Regions from separate parts of the Mus musculus genome. Here region 1 is linked to region 2. The links are chromatin contacts, called in public HiChIP or PLAC-seq maps. All regions are on one chromosome and are shown on one strand. The core of a region is the stretch at or near the end of the contact, and the rest is flanking DNA. Distances in the headings are between cores, read along the strand shown. Region 1 holds the start of Bcl2 (B cell leukemia/lymphoma 2). Region 2 has its middle 120 kb from the start of Gm41928.

What was found. HiChIP or PLAC-seq counts read pairs in DNA pulled down with a chosen protein or histone mark.
Region 1: a FOXA1 HiChIP or PLAC-seq map of pancreatic cancer cells shows a contact between it and region 2. The contact joins the promoter of Bcl2 here to the enhancer-like site in region 2. A contact is called at or near these places in 18 of 39 promoter capture datasets (the 3T3-L1 cell line, 3T3-L1-derived adipocytes, the C10 cell line and 11 more), 13 of 484 Hi-C or Micro-C datasets (the AML12 cell line, the MNK3 cell line, Sertoli cells and 8 more), 25 of 115 datasets of contacts at active chromatin or transcription factors (the 230-238 cell line, DN3 thymocytes, T-cell acute lymphoblastic leukemia and 17 more) and 4 of 9 other capture datasets (adipose tissue, embryonic stem cells, liver and 1 more).

What each region holds. Positions count from the first base shown.
Region 1 is chr1:106,712,827-106,716,209 of GRCm38.p6, reverse strand. Bcl2 (B cell leukemia/lymphoma 2) reads left to right here and starts at 1,920. Exons shown (of 2, transcript NM_009741.5): 1 at 1,920-3,383. The coding sequence starts at 3,330.
Region 2 is chr1:106,399,349-106,402,405 of GRCm38.p6, reverse strand. No RefSeq gene overlaps it. Among named protein-coding and RNA genes, the nearest start is that of Gm41928, 120 kb to the left of the region's middle. Within about 2 kb of position 1,440, at least 103 of the 459 cell types and tissues checked have an H3K27ac peak or open chromatin away from gene starts, as enhancers often do. A contact at or near this core is called in the AML12 cell line, the SN4741 cell line, Sertoli cells and 5 more, where this site is marked.

The sequences.
Region 1 (3,383 bases), core at 671-3,170, 310 kb before region 2:
GTGAACGAACAGCTTACTTATTTACTTATTAATTTAATGTATGTGAGTACACTGTCACTGTCTTCAGACACACCAGAAGAGGGCATCAGATCCCATTACAGATGGCTGTGAGCCACTATGTGGTTGCTGACACTTGAACTCAGGACCTTCGGAAGAACAGTCGGTGTTCTTAACCGCTGAGCCATCTCACCAACCACGAGTTTTCATTAGTATTTTAATTTGTAATTAATATCCTGGAGACTGTTGGGAGTTGCCACTCTTCACCCAAGGGTAGCATATTGGTACTACTCACTACTTAGGAGTCAATATATGTCTCAGTAATCTCTCTGGCTGCTGAGAGCTGATAACATAGTTATCACATAGCACAGTTTTTCTTGGTGTTTTATGTATCTATCTCTCAGCTTGATTGTTTCTGTCTGGGTTCATACAAGTGACAGTGGCACTGTGTGTCTGTGGGTACATAGACACATTATCTGTATGGCTGCATCTTCTGAAGCCGTCTCAGGTTGCATGCTGGTCAGAGCTGAGGATATCCAAAACCGTACCTATGCCGTGTTAGGGTCATGGCCTTGAAAGGTGGCAGGTATCACTCCCTGAGGTCCAGCCCCAGCCCAGTGCTGGGAGCGTTAGGAGCAGAGGAAAAACTGTCCCTGAAACTCAAACTTCTGCTGTTCTCTTCTCCTCTCTTCACTGGCCCACTGCGAGTTAGGTCTGGCCTTGGTCACCAAGTTGGGTATGCCTGGATAGAGGCTAAAAGCGCCTGGGTGCTCATGTGGTATCTGCTTGGACACCTCCAAAGTAACTCCGCATACCACTTTGACTATTCTTTAACAAGCCAAGAGCATCAGCGACTGCCATCAGTCTGCCACTGTCTGACTAAGAAGAGATGAGGAAAGACCAGCCTCTGAGGCACATCCCTTGCTGGTTGTGGACATCACATCATGCTCTTCAGAGCAGAGGAGTACTCAGACCTGTTCTAAGTTACACAGCTTGTGGTGTCTGGACAAAAGGGCCTAGAAACAAGCATGCTAACGTTGTTATTCTAAGTATTTTCATTTGTAATTAATATCCTGGAGACTGTGTTGGGAGTTGCCTCTCTTCACCCAAGGGTAGCATATTGGTACTACTCACTACTTAGGAGTCAATATATGTCTCGGTAATCTCTCTGGCTGCTGAGAGCTGATAACATAGTGTTTGGGGGTTCACATGGTTAGCTGAGGGTCTGTTTGATTTTATACACTATATGTGGTTGTATACACTACACTGTTTAAAGGGTCCACATGATTGTAGATACACTGCACTACACACACACACACACACAGAGCGACTGTGTACACACTTTATGTGTGGTTAGAAAGGGTCCATTGGATTGTGCACATTCCATGCACGCGGTTAGAAAGGGTCCATGTGACCTGCACATGCTACATAGAAAAAGTCCATGCGGTCGTGCACACTGTACACGTTGAAAAAGATCCATGCAATTGTGCCCATCCTGTTAGAAAAGATCCAGGTGCCTCGCCACAGCCTGGCCCTGGCTATAGGCACGTCCAGCCAGCAGCCAGCCCCGCAGGCCCGAGGAGGCCCCTCACACGCCCACTGAGCCACTGCCGCCCGGGAGGCCCGCGCCACCCACGGTCCGGGGCCCAGCGTAGCCCGCGGGTGGCCGCCACCCAGGCCAGCGGCCGCGGCCGGGCGCGCGCTCCCCGGGGCGGCCGCGGCGCCTTTAACCCGGGCGGCTGGCGGGCGGCGGGAGGAGGCGGCGGGCGGGCGCTCAGAGGAGGGCTTTCTTTCTTCTTTTTTTTGAATGAACGGTGACGTACGTACAGGAAACCAGGCGCTCCGGCGGAGAATGAAGTAAGAGGCCGGGCCCCCCGCCCCGCGCCCGCCCCCTTCCTCCCCGGCCCGTCCTCCCGCCCCGCGTCCGGGTCCCCGCCGAGCCGCCGCCGCCAACACCGAGGTGCCCAGGCCCTCCCCAGCCGCAGCCGTCACCGTGGAACGGGCTGCGCGGCGCAAGCACGAGGAGGCGGCCGCCAGCGCCGCCCGCAGCGGAGGAGGAGAAAGGGTGCGCAGCCCGGAGGCGGGGTGCGCCGGTGGGGTGCAGCGGAAGAGGGGACCAGGGGGGGACTTCGTAGCAGTCATCCTTTTTAGGAAAAAGAGGGGGGGCAAACCCTCCCCCACCACCTCCTTCTCCCGCAGCGCACCACACACAGTGCGCGGGCTGCTCCTTGGGCACCCGCGGCCCCAGCGCGTCCGTGCCTGCATTTAGCAAGCTGCTTTTTTTCCCGTTTCGGAAAGCGCGTTGGCCCTTCGGAGTTTAATCAGAAGAGGATTCCGGTCCCGGTCCCCCAGCTCCTCCATCGTCCCCTTGGCGTGTCTCTCTGCCCTGGAGGTCTGAAGCGGTCCGGTGGATACGGATCCATGCCTGCGCTCCAGCGTGTGTGTGCAAGTGTAAATTGCCGAGAAGAAGGGAGAATCACAGGACTTCTGCAAATGCTGGACTGAAAAATTGTAATTCATCTGCCGCCGCCGCCGCTGCCTTTTTGCCCCGCTGCGGTGCTCTTGAGATCTCTGGTTGGGATTCCTACGGATTGACATTCTCAGTGAAGCCGGAGTGTGAGGACCCAATCTGGAAACCCTCCTGATTTTTCCTCCACCTAGCCCCCAGACCCCAACTCCCGATTCATTGCAAGTTGTAAAGAAGCTTATACAAGGAGACTTCTGAAGATCGATGGTGTGGTTGCCTTATGTATTTGTTTGGGTTTTACCAAAAAAGGGTAAACTTGACAGAAGATCATGCCGTCCTTAGAAAATACAGTAAGTTCTTTGCACAGGAATTTTGTTTAATATAACTTTCCATGGACGCGTTTGAAATATTTTTTTACTTCAAGTGCATTCAAGCAAATTTCATTTCCAGACAGTTTAATGCATTTTTAAACGTGTAACTTGTAGCGGATATACCTTTCTTACCCTAAATATATAAAGGAAAACACACCTGATTTTAACTTCCTAGGTCGTCCCGCCTCTTCACCTTTCAGCATTGCGGAGGAAGTAGACTGATATTAACAAAGCTTAATAAATAATGTACCTCATGAAATAAAAAGCAGAAAGGAATTTGAATAAAAATTTCCTGCATCTCATGCCAACGGGGAAACACCAGAATCAAGTGTTCGGTGTAACTAAAGACACCCCTTCATCCAAGAATGCAAAGCACATCCAATAAAAGAGCTGGATTATAACTATTCTTTTTTTTTTTTTTTTCTTTCGGGGCCGTGGGGCGGGAGTCGGGACTTGAAGTGCCATTGGTACCTGCAGCTTCTTTTCGGGGAAGGATGGCGCAAGCCGGGAGAACAGGGTATGATAACCGGGAGATCGTGATGAAGTAC
Region 2 (3,057 bases), core at 191-2,690:
GAGATAGGCAAGTAAGTTATGCCAGAGCCTCAGAGGAGTGGGGATGCTGACATTGCTTTGGGCTTCTAGACTCCAGGACTGTGTCAGAAACCACACACTTGTATTTCTTTGTTTCAGTACCTCTTGGAGACCAAGAAGAGATCTGCCCACAGTCCTTCTATAGCTCTTACCTCAGAGAGTCTGCTGGAAATAAGCCCCACATACTGCCAAACCTGTTGATGGGCTGTCTCAAAATGGAATGCATCATATACTTCAGGTTGCTTGATAAAAATAGATACATGCTTGCATATAATAATGCTGGATAGGTTCATGAGCATCAGTATACATGTGAGTTTGCTCTCAGCATTTTCAGGAAGGGGGATCATCGTATGACCAGACAGAAGCCACTGTCTTCCACCTACGTGTATGCATCCAGCTTAAGATAGGGTTTCCTTTAGCAGCTTAACTCTGTTCTCATGTTGGAAGTGGATTTTGTGCTGGAATCAATTGTTAAAAGGACAGGTAAGGTTTCACCTTTTAGAACCAATGGCTTCCCAGAAGCTGTGTGCTTGGCCTTTTTACCGAGGTTCTGGTGATCACCGTCAGCTTCTTGTGTGTGGAAGGCAAGGAGAGGCTGGCGGAGTCATTGCTGTTCCATCAGAGTTTAGGATCTTGTGTCTGTCACTGAGCTTTAAGGCAGGACAGAAGGAGGGAGAGAAGGAGGGAGGGAGGGAGGGAGAGATGGCAGAGGGAGGGAGGGGGAGGGAGGAAGAAGAAAATTAATTTTCTAAGCCCGTGGTAAAATATCTGGAATCTTGACTTCAGGTAATAATTTTCCAATGACTTTCCCAATTTATTTCCTCAGCACTGCCTTGAAGATGTATCCAGGCAGAAGAGTTGGTGACTCAACGTTAGCTCACCACAGTCATAAAAATGACTGATTCTCATGAGCACAGACACTGGATAGCCCTCCTATCCGTGCACAGAAGATGTTGCGATGAGGACCATAGCCTCCTGCCTGACTCCCCTCCAAACCCCTGGGGATAAAAGCCATGAGTATCCTGGAAGCTTAGCTCAAGTCCGCAGACATGCTGCTCTGTGAAAGGACAGGTACTTTTGCAAGCCTATTGTGTGAGCAGCTGCATGTCTATAGAAACTAATACGGTGATTCATTGTTCTGCTGTAAGCTTCAATATTTGACATAAATTTTGTCAAGGCAACCTTTCCCCCTCTGCTTCCGCTTCTAATATTTAATTGTAACACATTGTGGTTGCAACAAGCTGAAACCATTGAGATTAAAAAATGAGTTGTAAAAAAAAAATGGAGAAACACATTCTTTGTGGTGAATACTAATCTTGCAAAGCATTTTATTTCCGGGGAGGCTGCCAAGAGCAAGTGTGGAAGAGTCGGTATTGAAATGACTCATGGCATCTGCAGCCTCGGGAGGTCAGAGGAGCAGACAAGGAGAATAGTCAAGGGCTTGCCTTGGAGGTGGAAGAACACTCCATCGAGCAGACAGAGCAAAGCTATGTCTGGAAGGGAGGATTCCCAACCTCCACACACTGGGTCAGGGCACCTTCCCTTTTCTGGATTAGCTTCCGGCCCCGTGGAACATTCTCCTCTCTTAAGTCAATCAACTCTGCAAGACTGGATTGCTTACTCTTGGTTCACTGAATTCTGGTGGGCTGTCTTAGAAATGACCCCTCTGCCGAGCCTGTGGGATCTTCTCAACCAGGCCTGTGTGGTCACTCACCTTCTGAGGGTACTGGGGACTGTAGGATGGAGCCTGCCTGGAGGAGCAGGAGGTGGATGGACTACAGCAAGCCCAGCTCAAATGGAGCAGAACAGAGCACAAGGCCCCAAGATGCTGAGGAGCTGCAGGGATGCTGAAGAACTTGGTTCTCCAAGCAAACAGCAGCTCAGCCATCCTGTGCCCACCAGCCGGTCTGTGGACTGAGCACATTCCCTAAGAGTACAGAATAGGGAGAGTCATTGAACCCTTACCTGGGATTCCAGCCATCTGTCCTAGCCATTTGTTTGCAATTCTTCCCTAATTTTATGTGGCTTGGAGTACATAGACTGGGGACAGTTGACTAAAGGAAGCTGTATCTGTGTGACTATTGGGGACACCACCATCCATGCTGGGTGAAGACTGCAGTGTAGCTGTTTTGGGTCACCCAAGCTCCTATATACAATCCCTCACCCATGTTCTGTAGGTAAGGCCAATAAACTCCCTAGTTGAACTTTGGTAGAATTACATATATCTTTGTCATTAGAACTTTATGGGGATGTAGATGTTCGTTATGTCTCCATTGAGCAAGAATTCACACAGCTGAGGCAGGGGGTGGGGGGCGCAAGGTAGGTCCAGGAAAAAAGAGAAAGGAGGGAAGTCAACTTAGGTGTCTCCTTTCAGCTTCCTTAGAGAAGCCCAGACCATGTCTGAGCAAGGGCTGGAGGCCCAGAGAGGTTTAGAACTTGTGCAGAATGGGAAAAGACATCTAGGTCAGGTTTAAAAGTGGCCAAGCAGCCCTCAGACACACCGAGGACCTGCTCCAAGCACCTCAAGTGGAGGTACAGATGCTGGGGAACACACATATCTGCAGGATGAGCCTCTGGAGCCCTTGGGGTGCATAGGACCATGGGTAAAGCAACAAGGAGCCCCTGTCAGTGGGGCCAAGGAGGTTGCAGGGGTGCAGTGTTACTGTCACCGTAGGGATTTCCCCAGTAACACAAACTTTCACTCTGGCCAAGGAAGAACATGGCCTACCTTAGTGGACAGCTTGAGGGACATTGAGGCTGAGGACATTTTGGGGTAAATGGAGAGTATCGAGGTCACGCAAATAGAAGGGCAGGGTGCGAGGCATGCTAGAGAGTAGCAGTGGGAACTGCTGTATCCACTTTCTTCAAGGGCCTGACACGGAAAGGTAAGCAGAATCAGAACCCACCTATTTGGGAACAGCTGTGAAATGGCTCACTGGGTGTTTGCTGTGCAGAACAGCCTGGCACTTCCAGCCTTCTGTGTTCTAAGAATTCAGATCCATGTGAGCTCTGAGTACAGGAGTTCTGCCTGCTCTTCTG